Regions from separate parts of the Mus musculus genome. Here region 2 is linked to region 1. A link is a contact called in public Hi-C data. All regions are on one chromosome and are shown on one strand. Each heading gives the region's core, a stretch centred on a gene start, on an enhancer-like site or on the middle of the called end of the contact. The rest is flanking DNA. Distances are from core to core; before and after follow the strand shown.

Region 1 (7,905 bases), core at 2,603-5,102:
TAAAGTTTAAGCTCAAATACCACACCATTTTTCAGACACAAAGACACTTGCTCTGATAAAATGAAAACCTCGATTAATTTTATAACAGCAACATGTCTTGAAGAAGGTATATGTAAGACATATTCTTCTTATATCATGCATCTACTATTTGATCATATTTTAAAGTATTGAGTTTAATCCAGGTAAGTAAAATATTTAGATATTGAATTCTCCAATAATTTCTTTTTGTAACTGTTTTTCCATGGGCAGATTATAAAGATAGAGTGGCAGGCTAGAGAAATGGCTCAATGATTAAAATCCCTGGCTGATCTTCTAGAGGACTTGGATTTTATTCCCAGCACACACATGGCTCACAATCATTTTAAAATCCAGTTCCAGAGAATTTAATATTCTCTTTTGCCCTAAAAGTATGCAAGTTGTACACAGTCATACATTCAGGCAAAACCAAACCAAATCAAACCATAACAAAAAAACCTCAGATAAACAATACATAAACCCATGAAAAACAAAAATCAGTATTTAAAAAAAAACTAATTTTTAAAACTTTAAAGAACATAAGTGAGACACTAGACATATGTCATATTAATCACACTGTTGGAATCTATTATCTAAATATTAGTCTATATCAGATATACATCACTATCATCTCTCAGCTATGTATCTATTGGTGAGTAATATGTCTGTTATTCTCAGTATTCTGAGCAGCTTTCTTCATTCTTAATTATCCAAAAGAATTTGCTATTCTTTGTGATGCACCTTACTTCCTTATGTAACTGCCATACTGTTTTGTTTTATAGTAAACTATGTCTTTCATTGTCTCTTATTAGATGACCTCTTTAAAGGCAATGTTCTTATAGAAAATTTCCACCTGTCTCCAAGTTTCCAATAACTTAATATCACTGTTGTTTTTACAAAGGTCATGTTAGTATATATGACACTTTACACAATCCCCAGTTTAGCTTTGTCAAGGAACCCACAGACATTCTCTGAGTATTTGATGAAAGATTATAATGATAATTTCCTCTGTCCTTCTTATTTCATGTTCAGGCAAGGCTTTGCTACAAAGAAAATGTTGGAGATATAATTGTTTTCTTTTATTCTGATGTATTTCATGGACCTAGTTCTCAAAAATATATTCAGGAAAGAACATAAAATGATGATTGGCAATCTTGCAAGAATGATATTTTTAAAAATTCCTTCTTGGCGCAGAGGAAATTGTGATCACAACCTGTCACCATCCTCAACATCATCTTTATGGTTGTGAACAAAATATATTTGGTGCGGAATAATTTTAGAAGAAAAAATGCTCACCCTGGTTTCTCAGCTGAGAATGGAAGCATTCCTTTTCTATCACCAATGTATCAAGGCTATCCACAGAAACTTTTTACATTCAGTGCATATGCTAGCCATGTTTTTTTATTTGTAAGGTTACCACAGTGATAGCTGCATGCAGTACAAAAAAATTGAAATTCAAACTCAAGGAAAGCCTAGAATACATTAAAAGAAAACAAACCTGTGTATTTATAACTTCAGTGAACATTTAGTCATATTTTAATAAGTCCTTGTCTTTTTTTTTTTAAAGGGGGAATCATGCAAACAGTGTAAGAAAATGCTTTAGAAAGGCCAAGGGAGACACGGAATATCTTCCTTCTTTGTATTTTTATGGGGATGTTTTTAATAACTAATATCAGACTCTTAGTGCTTTCAGTATAAGAGAAACCTTGGGTCCCTCTCCTGAAGGTGAGATAACATCACAGACTAGAAGGGGCATTTATCAAAATCAGAAGCTATCTGGATAAGGTCTCGTGTTGACCATCCCTAGAGTTATTTTGTCAAAGACAGAAGCGATCTGGAGAAGGTTGACCTTAAAGCTATTTCGCTGCTCCCTGTACTTCAAGCTCCCTTATAAGTGGAGACTTTGAGGAGGATTTTTTTTCTTGTCTCAAACAATGTTATCTTCCTCTACTCACTATTGTTTCCTCTATATATGGAGCACCAGAATCAATGAAAGAATACAAAGTTAACTCATGAATACTGACAAAATGTATATCTTCAGCTGTTAAACTTTTAGAACCTTTAGTGATAAAAATGTGAATGAATAGCCAGAGGTTACAGGGGAAGGAGAGCAGGTGAAGTCACTATCCCACTGTAGATGAGTCTTCTAAGATACTAACCACTGCATGACATCAGTTCATCCAAGAAAACCATCCTGAAGTGTTATTTAATTTGTTAAATCTTCTGTGATAGAAAAAATAACTCACATACTCCAAAAGAAACAATAACAAAAACAAAAGCTTCAGCCAGTATTGAAAAATATTTATATTCATCCTGAGTCTTTCTTTCTTCTTGCATAAGCAGCAGAGTTTCCGCAATGAAACAAGCCAGGCGAGTGAGCACATGGCTGAGAAGTTCACCCCTGCAGTTGTGAAAAGCCCTCTTGGGAGCCACTGGGGTGTTCTGGGAACCAGTGACAGCAAAATGCTTCAATAACAATATGGTCAGGACCTAGAAATTGAGTTGAGGAGAAGGGCCAAGTTCTATTTACGTATGCCTGTAAGCTTTAGTCTCTCATGTTCCTACTACACTTACACCTGCTATGTTTCCGTACTTTTCCTAATATGCAAGGTGAACAATAAACCATGGATTGCAAACTGAAGGAATAAAGGCTGAAATCATTGAATAAATGTGGCTTTGCTTCCCTTCCCCAGCCCTCCTTCTCTCTCTCTCTTCTCTTTCTCCCTGTCTCCCTGTCTCCCTGTCTCCCTGTTTCTCTCTCTCTCTCTCTCTCTCTCTCTCTCTCTCTCTCTCTCTCTCTCTCTCTGTGTGTGTGTGTGTGTGTGTGTGTGTGCGTGTGTGTGAGGGTGGGTGGGTATGCTACACTCCAAGCCATAAAACTTAAAGTCATAATTATTCATCTTTTCCCCTCAGTATTTGAATTGAACCTACATCCTGTGTGTGCTAGGAAAGTCTCCTGGCTTTGATCTACATCCCAGTCCTCTCTTTACTTTTTTATTTTTTTTAATTTTGAAACAATCTCATGATGCTATCCAGACTTGTCTTTTATTTACTGGAGCCAAGCCAGATTCTGTATCTGATAATCCTTCTGTCTCACCCACCCATCACTGGAACTACAGGCCCATGACACTAGATTTGGTCTTTCATTTTACATATAGTATTTTTTTGTTAATGGTCTATTCTTAATACAAAATTAGCCCAAATTAGTAATTTATATGAAAACTGACTTCTCAATTAAATGACATTCTAACAACATATACTTAATCAAATACAGAGGAAGTATTTTTAGAGTATGCCAAAATGGAAATAAAGAACTCTATCTCCATCAAAAAAATAAAATAAAAACACCATTTATAGGATTATATTCATGTGCAAATAGTACATGAGTCAGCATAGATTTTTGCATGAAAAATGCAGAAATGAGATACATAATTCATTTTCTATGTGTAATCCACAGTTCTGAAATGTATGCCAATTTCATATATGGCACATTATATCTTGGTTGGAGATGTAAATTGGTACATGTATAAGTCGAATTAACATAGATTCACAGACGGCAAGAGCATCAATATTTTCAACCACCAGATGGCAGAATTAAAGTGACGCACTTCAGACTACAGATGCAGCTTATACTGAGGGAAAAAAATAACTGCATTCTCCATCCTGCAGTCTATTTTTAGTTGAACACACATGAAAATGCATTGCAGCAAAGTAACATGTGTATTGAATGGGGAAGAAAACTATTTTGATTAACAATTTCTCGACTGAATGGGTCCTTGCTTTGGTCCAGTCTGAAAGATCCCTCACAGCTCATGTGTTTGAACACTTGGTGGCGCTGTTTTAGAAAGTCAAGGACAAAGGAATGCAGCCTTGTTAGCAGGTGTGAGTTGTGGGGGCTGGGACCTGAACGAACTGTTTCTGGTTCTGACCTGAGTTTTGTGCTTCCTGAGCCCACACTATTAGGAAACCCTGCCAAAGGTTCCCTCTGCTATGAACTCTACCGTATTCTCTCCACCAGGGTGTGCTATACTTGAAACCATACGAAAGATAATCCCTTCTCCCTTTAAATTGCCCCCAATGCGTTATCTTTCTGGCAGTTAGATTACAGGGCTCTTTAAAAACTCACTATTTAAATCAACCTAACAGTGGGGCAGGACCAGAAAAGAATTTTCCATCGAGTTAGCATCTCCTTTTGAACGTCTAAGTCGGCTCCACCTAATTTCAACCAAGCACTCATGGATTTACTTTGCATTTTTGTCCTTCTCCACCTTCTGAAAACTGGTCATTTGTGTCTAAATCTCTCACGCAAAAGATACAGGATGGTCAGCTTCTGCCATTTCCAGCGGAGACAATGTGGTTTAAACTACAGTTCATACACACTGGGTGTTAATAAAATTAAAGCCATAAAAGTAACAATGATAAAAATGAAAAGGAATTATGCACACAGTATATGTATGTATGTTCTGCATCCAGAGAACTCCCCAAAGATTCAGAGTTACGCTCATTATAATGGTATGGGGATTTTCATATTTTAATTTTTCTTAATTTCTCTATGAGATATCATGTGTGAGATTCCTAGTGGATGAAATTAAATGGTCTTCTAAGGTTTTTTTATTTGTTCATTGTTATATGAGATGTGAGTTAATTATTTTCCATATAGTATTATTTTATTAATAGGAAGGAACTTAAAATGAATAATCATCTAAATAATTTTAAGAATAATGCTAAATAATTTTACCACCAGAAAGTACCCCATGCATTGTGAAAGAGGTTTAATTTTTAATTTGCAATGGTTTTAAATAGAACAAATATCCTCATTTTAGCTATTAGGAAGCTAAGCTTAGATGACAAAACTCATCTAAACACCCATGTTGATGTGTGGCTTAGACCTGGTTTATATTAATGTTTTCACAGTATCTGGATACCACCCTTATCCACTCCTTCTGGTGCCTGCACCTAATTTTAAAAATAATGTACTCTGTGGGTTGGTTTTTGTTTTTGTTTTTTGTTATTTTGTTTTGTTTTGTTTTGCTTTTGTACCTGCTCCCAATAAAAACTTAATATTTGTTTTATACTAAAGATTAAATAATCATCCAAAAACATTTGGGGAACCTACACCTCTTCTACTGTTCCTGAAACCCAATTCCCCCTCAGCTCTGTAGCAGAAAGACTACTATAGTCTCTTTCCTATCTGACCCCATCCCCTAGGGATCTCAAAGATCCTCTGCCCCAAACATTCCCCCCAACTCAGTCCAGTATTTCAGCCTCCAGCACCAGCAGGCCTTCATGGGAAATACACCAGCTAAGCAGAACAGGGAAACAAGTAGGCTGAAGACCCTCACCACTTCTTTCCCCCCAGCAAGTCCAATCTCTGAGTCTCATACTCAGCTTCACAAAAGACCACCTTGTGTATCTGTCCTTTCCTACTGCCTATGTTTCCTTGGACCCCACAGTCCATCCCTTCTTAACTTCCCTCCCTCAGCTCAGCCATTTAATCTGAGCCCCCTAACCAGCAGGCACCCCTTGTTAACATAAGGCCATAACTGCCAGAAAATCAGGTAGACGGCTCTCAGCACCTTTCTTCTTCCTTGGTCTCACAGACCTAATCCTGTCTCATTCTCAGCTCTGCAGCAGTATTCCCTCAGCAGCCTTCCCTGACCCTGTCCCCCATTCTGTCTCCCTTGCGTACCACAGCTCCTCCCCCTCTAGCCTTCCTAACTCTGCTTGTTGCTTTGTCCCAGACCCCAAGCCCAGAGGGCACTTCCTGCTAACAACAAGGCTGCTCCTCCCAAGGCAACTAGCAGGCAACCTCTCCTACTGCTTCTGAGATCAAATTCCCTCAGTATCATTTCCAGCTCTGTAGCAGGAAACCTGTTGCTATTGCCCTTTGCTCTATGATCCTCTGCCCAGTACAAAACAAGGTTTTATAAAACTAAGGGCTAAAATCAATGAAATAGAAATGAAGACAATAATACAAAGAATCAATGAAACAAAGAGTTGGCTTTTTGGCAAAATCAACAGAAAAGACAAACCCTTGCCCAATTAAAAGGTAGAGAGACAATGAACAAATTAACAAAACCAGAAACAAAGAAGGTGACATAATAACAGACACTGAGAAAATCCAGAGAATGTAAGGGCATACTTTAAAGCCATGTACTCTACCAAATTGAAAACTCTAAAAGAAATTAATAATTTTCTCTATAGGTAGCAATTACCAAAGTTAAAAGAAGGTCAAATAAACAATTTAAATCGCCCTGTATCCCCTAGTGAAATAGAAGCAGTCATTAAAAGACTTTAAATAAATAAAAGACTAAGGCCAGATGATTTTAGAGCAGAATTTTAGCAGACTTTCAAAGAAGAGTTAGTGCCAATGTTTCTCAAATTATTCCACAAATTAGAAACAGAAGTAACATTGCCCAATTCATTTTATGAGGCCACAGTTACCCTGATGCACAAATCACAGAAAGACTTGACAACAAAAGACAATTACAGACCAATTTCCCTTATGAACATAGAAGCAAAAATACTCAGTAAAATATTTGCAAACCAAATCCAAGAACACGTCAAAAATATCATCCGCCATGAAGAACTAGGCTTCATACACAAATGGTTCAATATATAAAAATCAGTAAGTTTAAATTACCATTTTAATAGACTAAAGGGAAAAAGTACAGGACTATTTCATTAGATACAGAAAATATCTTTGACAAAATCCTAAATTCCATCATGATTAAAGTCTTAGAGAGATTAGAGCTACAATGGGCATGCACAACCATAAGAAAGGCAAGTTATAGCAAACCTATAGCCAACGCCAAGTTAAATGCAAGAAACTCAGAGCAATTCTACTCTAATCAGGGACAAGATTGCCACTCTCTCCATATCTGTTCTCAACTTATCCATATTTAGGATAGCTAAAACAAACCTGTATAATAAAAGAACTACGGGAGATCTTGTCATTTCTAGTTTCAAGTTGTACTACAGAGCTATAATAATAACAACTGCATGATATTGGCATGTAAAACATGTTGATGAATGATATCAAATTGAAGACCCAAACATAAATACACACAACTATGCACACTTGAATTTTGATAACGAAGCCAGAAATACACACTGTAATAAAAAATAAAGACTCTTCAACAAATGGTGCTGGCCAAGCTGGATGTCTACCTAAAGAAGAATGCAAATAGACCTGTACCTGTCACCCTGTCACCTCAAGTCAAAGTGGATCAAAGATCTCAATATCAGACCAGATACATTGAACCTGATAAAAGTTGAGAATACTTCTGAACTCATTTGGCACAGGAGATGACTTTCTGAACAGAGCACTTATACCACAGGCACTAAGATCAACAATTAATAAATGGGACCTCATGAATCTGCAAATATTTTATGAGGCAAAGTACATCATTATTTGGACAAAGAGGCAGTCTATAGAATGGGAAAAGCTTTTAACCGACTCCACATCTGTAAGAGAACTAGTATCCAAAATATATAAAGACCTGAAAAAATAAACTCCCAGTAAGGAGTAAGATGTAAACAACAAGGAAAGGATATCATGGATGAATGTAACCATGGAAACCAAGCCTAGAGTGTGTGCATGAGTATGATAAAGTTGAAGTAAGGTAAATGCCCAATGAAGTGAGTTGTGAACGCCTTAATTATGATTGACTAAGTGTAACTTATACCCCAGTCTAACCACTGCAACTCACTCGTTCCCAGAGTCCCACAGAGATGCCATCTTGCTAAGAGATCCAGTACAGCAACCTGGACACACACCCTTGAATGAAACAAGCCTGCACCACACACTGAGCTCCAGCTGAACCGAAAAGCAGAAGGACACATCTCTAACCTTACCTGACACACCACAATCAAGCCAGTTTATGACAT
Region 2 (7,905 bases), core at 3,892-6,391, 710 kb after region 1:
TCTGCCTGGGAATTATGGTGGCTGGCGGCCATGCCTGTCTTAGGAAATCTTAGATCTTCCCGAACCATCCAATTCTGTCTTGGAGGCTACGTGCAGCTAGTTTGTATTATATTTCACACAAACATGGCTCTGTGGTGTGTTATCAACAGCCACAGACTTTTGGCATGTACTTCTGTCTTAGATTGGTATGGTCCAAGATCTGGGTGCCCATCATTGACTGTCTGGCCCTCATTAGCACACATTATTCCCAATTCAGACCAAAGTCACAATATGTACTTAGAATGTTTCTTGATGAAGATTCTTAACAACCACCTGTGCTGTTGGAGGAGGGGCTGTACACCAGCTGCAGTCAGGCTGAAGGGCATTGACTGCCCTGCTTGAAAAACAAAAGTTGGACAGTGAAAAGCAACAATATAAAAGCTTCTTTGACGGAAGTGGATGCTCACAGTCAGCTCTTGGATGGATCCCCCAATGGAGGAGCTAGAGAAAGTACCCTAGGAACTAAAGGGAACTGCAACCCTATAGGTGGAACAACAATATGAACTAACCAGTACCCCGAAGCTCTTGTCTCTAGTTGCATATGTATCAAAAGATGGCCTAGTTGGCCATCATTGGAAAGAGAGGCCCATTGGTCATGCAAACTTTATATGCCCCAGTACAGGGGAATGCCAGGGCCAAAAAGTGGGAGTGGGTGGGTAGTGGAGTGGGGGGGGAAGGTTTGGGGGACTTTTGGGATAGCATTGGAAATGTAAATGAGGAAAATACCTAATTAAAAATATTAAAAAAGAAAAAAAAAAGCTTCTTTGGAGAAGTCCAGGTACTCCATTCAGTTGCAAATTAACAACGACCAAGCTAGACCTTGAGCTCCTGCTGTGGGGGAGCTGGCCTTGAGAATCACAGAAAGGCTGCAATCTTTCTTGGAGAGGAGGCTATGCTCCAAATTAACTTTGTTAGGTAATTAAGAATATTTAGCTATCTTCAATATGAACCTCTAACACTGGAATTTTTACTAGACTAGTCTAAGATTGAGTTAGAATAACTGGTCAATGAGGGAAAGAAAAGAATCACTATTACTCTTTTTTATATGACTAATCTTTCTAAGTCAGATTACACAGTCTCTGATGTTCTTTTTACCATAAGGTTTAAAAGCTTGAAGCAAGGCAGCTTTGCTCGTCCAAACTGGAAAAATGTCAAGCAAGGACGGGTTGAAAACATGTACCCAATTCAGCTTTCTTGTCACTACAGTCAGGGCACTGAGCGAACTCACTTGTCAGCTTGTCACATGAATTGGCCGTCACACTTCTGCAGCATTCTGTGGAGAGAACCTATGTTTTTCCCTTTCCTAATAAGGTAGCTGTTCAGGATCAAGCCATATGCCAATAGGTAGATCCTTTTAAGATACTATAAGGCATTTATTAAGTTCTTTGACATCTAAATTTCAAAATTCTAAAATAAAAATATGATTTAAATAACATGCATAGGAATACATTAAATAATATGCAGGGGGATATAATTTCCCCCTTCTTTGTCTTTTAAGAAGCTAGAGTTTTAAAGTTCCACAATACCTTGTACTTGAGAATTAATAATTTGTTGACAAAACATCTCAAATACTTGACTGTTATAGTCAGTATTAGTGTAACATGGGTAGTGATTAATTACACTTTCAATTGTTTCTCTTGAAGAGCGGTTGTAACTAGAAAGCTTGAAAAGTTATTAATAGTCACATGTGTATAATTTATTTACTTATTAAATCAGAAATAAGAGCATTTATTTGCAGCAATTTATTAAGTATAAGTCTTCAAGAATTAACACTATTATGTGGAAACAAGTAGGAACTGAGGACACTAAGTGCCAAAAACTTTTTTACAATTTGACATACACATTTTCCAAGAATACCAAAATATTATCTTAAACCATAACTGTTTTTAATATATAAAGAACGAGATTATATATCCAATCCATCTTATATGTAGGACCTATAGACTGCCTGAGATATAATCCAGAATGGCATTGCCTTAATATGTCTTGTCCAGGCAATCCAGAACAATTTATTAAATGTCCAAAAACAGCCTTCTTAAAAGAACAGCATTTTTTTTCTTATGAGCTGTATATGTATAAACAATTGCAAATTTGAGAATTCATAGTATCTGAGGGATGAACAATTTTAAGCAGTCGTGAGCTCTGAAGATATACCATTGACTATTAATATACAAATTAAGGTTTGATTGTTCAGCCTTTTAAAACACCATCCACAGCACACAACTTAATTATTTGTGCTGAAACAGGAGAAAACTCAAAAGAATAAACGTGTGATCTAATTCACATATACTTATTTCCCATAGAGGGGTTGTTTTTAAACACAGTAATTGGGATGCATGTATGCATGAATTTATAGAAGACACAGAAGCATGTATAAAAACAGTTTTAACTTATCTTTTATTATTTAAAATGATGGTATGCAATAGGTCAATTATTAATATTCTGTAATACCCAAATTAATTGCTACTTGGAACAAGGAACAGACACTTAGGTTCTTAAGACACAATTTTTGTTATAGTTATCCCAAACTATAGGAATTTATATTATAATTCTTTGTTAGCACCACAGCGGCCTTAATAGGTGTTAAAACTTTACTTTGAGGTGAAGAAGGACAATTTTACAACAATGTTTCTCTTGCCAAGGAATTTCTGTGGGCACATAAATAAAATAAGCAGGTAATACTTAAATACCAATGATTAACTGATAACAATTGATCACAGAAGTTTCTTTTGCCTTCTGTTAAGCCTCTTTGTTTCTCACCAGTAATCTTGAACCTCACTAGATGCACCTAACAGAGGTTTAAGTCTCTTTAAGGCCTCAAGGTGAGGTCTCAGCCAATTAACATCTCCTGGAAGCTTTTGAAAATAAAATTTTGAAGCAAATCAATTTTTCCTTCTTGGATTTTCTGTACCATGATTCCCTAAGTATTAAAAAGATATTGCCTCTGAATCTTTTCTGGAGCAACAGCTACTTTCCAGAATCAAAAAGCTCATTGTGTGAGAGCAAGGTTTTAAAGTAAACTTCCCTTAAAAATCATTACCTAATAAAATACTTTTCACTTAGGAAACAATATACACTGAAAGATTCAAACTCTTAGCTTCTTATATTGAAGCAGAGATGATAAAAATTTTTCTTACATAATGTAAAGCCATTTTAGCCATACCTAGAGGCAAAATTTTCCAGTGATCACCAGCTCACTAGAAGCAAAACTCTTTACAATTTTCAGAATGCAAAGGAAAAAACAAACTCTTAAATCTATAATAACTTTACATGAAGTAGGCATGTCAAATTGCAATATCTTGATAAATTCTACAACCTGATTGACCCTTTTTATAAACTTAGAATTTATTTACTTAGAACAATATCTGGGTAGATCTGCAAAGGTGCTCTTTTAGCTAAAAGGAATTTTTCCTGAAGGCAAGGAGAGGCAAGTTTCCAGAGCTTCCTTAGGCACCATTTGCAAGACAAAAGAAAGTCACTCAAACCATGCAGAAGCTGCTCTGAGCTTAGTTCCTCTTGCCATGAGGACGGATTTCAGAATTATTAAGTTTCTTTTGCAATATTAGACTACAACTACAACCCTGGGAAAGCAAAACCCAATTTCAAAACAATTTATCACCTTAGAATCAACATTAAAACTTCACTACCACGTTGCAAAACTTGGCGCCAATTCATAGCTATGAATGCATGACAATGCACGTTTCAATGCTTCATTAAAGAGACATTGCTTTAAATCTTATCTTTAATTCTACTTTCTAGGACAAGAATCACATTAGATATTATCTCAACTAGAAGTATTCCTAAGAGGCCTAGTTTTTTTGGCCTGCTTATGCCACTTGTTTGAAAGACTCCAAACCTGAGTTGCCAATTTAAGGCTAACCTTCTGTTACCAGTGTTACAATTATATACTCCTAACCAATAACTTATGAGCTGATACTCTTGTGAAGACACGCAGAGCACATTACCAGTAAAAAAAAACAAATGAAGCGGCTACACTTAGACCAATCAGAGAATTTTAATTTTTCTAGCTATAATTGTAAAATAATAAAGCTAAACACAATAATCACAAGCACAGAAATTTTTTTTTAGGAAAAAAAAAACAGCCATCAGTTCCTAGCAGGAGCTTCTCCAGCCACAGGTGCAGGGCTCCAAAAGCCAATTGATACTGTTTATTTTTTCTTTTTCTCTTTCACCAAATTGTCCCCAGATAGTCGGAGAGTACTGCTTTTCTTAAGCCTGTTCTCTCATGTGTAAGCCATCTCTAGTCAGGGTATAAGGCACCTATGAGACTTACCTTTGTTTCTCTAGATTCTGACATAGCTCTAAACACATACACAAAAAATACACAAAACAAAGACCAACAGATCCAGACACATGCGACCCTTTCTCATCCTCCACAAGCAGGCAAAAGAATTAGGCGATTTTGGAAGGGTAAGCTTCCACTTACTCCTTCTCTCTGACCGATGGATCTCCAGAGACTACCAGGTGTCCCTGGCTCTCCCAGATTCACAGGGCGTCCCCCTGGGCGGCAGCGGTTTTCCTAGCACATCTGCTGACCACAGTCCTCTGGTCCTTACTGCCCGAAGGAACAGCTGCAAATACCAAGCGTTTCAGAAAACCCCATCCTCTACAAACACCAGAGAAACCAAACTCAGGCCTATACAAACTCAGACTGCGCCATGCTTCAGAGACAAGGGACGAAACACAGACAACAAACCAACACAACGAGCACATGTTCGTTTCAGGAAACATAAGACAGACACTCAAAACAAAGACACTGGCCGGCCTGCACACAAGAGGGGATTCCCCCAATTTTCTCTCTGTCTCTAGGAGAGTTTCAAAATCCACTTTCCTCCCGCCTGATGCAGCTCCCAACTGCAGCCATCTGCCTGTTCCATTGATTAACACCCTTATATTTCTCTCCCCTAAAAAGCAGCTTCTGAAAGCTGAGGCCGACTGCCTGCTACATTCCTATATTCTGATATCACTGCTGAACCTAAGCAAATCCAGCATGCAGGTCACCGCTGTTCCAGCTTAGACCATACAGCACCCCTAGCAACCTTTTCACCATGCCCGGGTACGAAATTTCTAATTCTTTCCTATCTGTGGTCTATACCAGCAGTGTTTCTTCCAGTGTCTTCTGCCATTCCCAGGTCCCGCACTGGTACACCAAATTGTTGGGGCCGACCTGTGGCTCTCATGTCCGAGTTCGAGCCTGGGAAGCAACCAGAGCTGAAAGAGAAGAGGGAACCTAGGCAGATGGAGAAATATTGGAAACCAAGATAAGCTAGTCTGTTCAAGGCTCAAAGGTTTAATAGGGATCCTGCTTATAAAGAAGAGGGGGAGGCCCATCCCCTGCTTGTTCAATCTTGGAGCCTGGAACCAGCTGCAGGTGCAGGATAGGGCATAGTCTCTGGAATAGCTCCAGGGCCTCTCAGCAGGTAGCAGTATCTTGAAGAGGAACAGCAACAGTGGCTGAACAGTAGAGTGATATAGGGAGGAAGGCTCCACCCTAGGTAATCTCCTTAGTGGCAGCAAAGTCAAGGTCTGGCTCAGCCTGCTTCAGGCTGAGGGGGAGGTTACAGCTTTGGTTGACAATCAAAATAAATTCTGAAAGCGGAATCTATTAATTTTGTTTTCTGATATAGTAAAGCAATTTCTCTAAGATTGGGGGCTGGTTATTTTATCAACGACCAAACACAGACACAATTGCATATGCCAGCAAGATTTTGCGGACAGGATCCTGATATAGCTGACTCTTGTGAGGCTATGCCAGTGCCTGGCAAATACAGAAGTGGATGCTCATAGTCACCTATTGGATGGAACACAGGGCCCCCAATGGAGGAACTAGAGAAAGTACCGAAGGAGCTGAAGGGGTCTGCAACCTTATAGGAGGAACAGCAATATGAACTAACCAGTAACCCCTGAGCTCGTGTATCTACCTGCATATGTAGCAGAAGATGGCCTAGTCAGCTGTCATTGGAAGGAGAGTCCCTTGGTCTTGCAAAGATTATATGCCCCAATACAGGGGAATACCAGGGCCAGGAAGCAGGAGTGGGTGGGTTGAAGAGCAGGGTGGGGGGAGTGTATAAGGGACTTTTGGGATAGCATTTGAATTGTAAATGAAGAAAATATCTAATAAAAATGTTTTTTAAAAAAAGAAATAATCTGATGGAAGGTTTTGTATGATATAGAAGAATGATAACACAAATGAAGGAAGCAGTAAAGCATGGATCTGTTGTAGTGTCTCTTGCTGATACAGTTACTGCCATGTAGGAATGAGTTTTGCCTAGAGAAGAGAGTCAGTCCATTTTTAGCCATAAAAGACACTGTGTAGCACTTTGTACTGACAGAGAGCTTTGTTTGTTTTGTTTGGTCAGTTGGTACAACCAAGATTCAGTATGGAAGATAAAACCTCAGTTGAAAAATGATGTTGACATTAACCTTGTCTATGAGGTATTGCCTCAATTAATGACTGATGTACCAAGACCTAGACCACTGTGGGTCACAGCATTCTTAGGCAGATGTGCTTAGGCTATACAGCAAATCTCACAGAGTATAAAACAATGAGTGAGCCAGTAAGTAGCAGCCTTTCATAACTCCTGTCTTCAGGTTCCTGCCATGACTTCTTGAAATAGATTGTGGCTTGGATATATAAGCCAGATAAACCCTTTCCTTCTCCAGTTGTCTGGTTTTGGTGTTTATCACAGCATCAGAAATGAGGCAAGACAAATAGATATAGATGATGATACTCAGTCATATTTTAAATTAGCAAAATCTACTTCTGTTGAAACTAGGATGAAAGGATGACCATGACTAACTATTTGCCTTTCAGGTAACATGACAATGTCTTCAGCTATGCTGTGAGTTGTTTTGTTTTGTTTTTTGATTTACAAATAAATTTGTTTGATCCAATTTACCATTATCTGTTGTCTTACATGGGGCATGTTACAGCCCAGATTCACTTTGTTTTAGCAATAAGATCAGTATTTTCAGTTATCAGAAATGTGAATCTTCATGGATTACCAGTATTTTCATAATAACTAATATTTAATAACTTATTAATCCATGAGCTAAAAGTAATTTATTATAAATAAAATCTATTTCTTTTCCATAGCAGTTTCTTCCAGTGGTAGGACTATCTTTACAATATTCTGACTATGTGAGCATATAAACAACCTGAAACACTTGATCTTGTATAAAATTAGCAGCTACAATAGAAATAATATTTTTAATCTGAAGCATTCATCTCAAAATATGAAGTGTTGGCAGCTGAGCTACAACTATTACCCTGTATTGATTTTATACATGTTCTCCTCTGTGGCATAGATTTGAACAGTTATTATATGCAAAAGTCCATCAAAAAAGCAATTACTGATTAAAACTAAGTTTGAGTTGGTCCTTCACTTAATATGATGGATTCTCTGTGACAAACTAGTTATAAAGAAAATACACAATTTTATAAAATTCAACATTTAGGTTAAACTTCTATTATTTAATCATTTACCTATTTCTATTAGGATTCTTAGATAAAACATCCCCTATTGGAAAAGAAATAGTACGTTTTCTTGATCATATTTTAAGAGATTTTTATCATGCTTAATATATTTTTTAAGTAAGCTCTTTAGTCCTTATAATTTCAATCACATCTCATACTCCATTAAAGTTTTGGTACCTATGAGAAAATGATATACATAGAGAATGCATTCATTGAGTACTGAAGTGAACAAAATTAATAGATGCAGGGTATAGAAAATAATCTTTCTTTTTATATAATTACATACCCCGAAAGAAGGACAAACAAGATCTACACATTAATACTAGTAACTGCCATCTATAGGTGTCAAACGTTCTGTAAAAGAATAT

Evidence for each region. A called contact is a pair of places that touch in the nucleus more often than the background predicts.
Region 2: a Hi-C map of embryonic stem cells shows a contact between it and region 1, with 5 times the contacts expected there. The contact joins two enhancer-like sites. A contact is called at or near these places in 2 of 484 Hi-C or Micro-C datasets (both in embryonic stem cells), 2 of 115 datasets of contacts at active chromatin or transcription factors (both in embryonic stem cells) and 1 of 9 other capture datasets (embryonic stem cells).

The regions. Positions count from the first base shown.
Region 1 is chr5:18,084,384-18,092,288 of GRCm38.p6, forward strand. No RefSeq gene overlaps it. Among named protein-coding and RNA genes, the nearest start is that of Gnat3, 130 kb to the left of the region's middle. Within about 2 kb of position 3,853, at least 32 of the 459 cell types and tissues checked have an H3K27ac peak or open chromatin away from gene starts, as enhancers often do. A contact at or near this core is called in embryonic stem cells, where this site is marked.
Region 2 is chr5:18,794,295-18,802,199 of GRCm38.p6, forward strand. No RefSeq gene overlaps it. Among named protein-coding and RNA genes, the nearest start is that of Gm23822, 66 kb to the right of the region's middle. Within about 2 kb of position 5,142, at least 10 of the 459 cell types and tissues checked have an H3K27ac peak or open chromatin away from gene starts, as enhancers often do. A contact at or near this core is called in embryonic stem cells, where this site is marked.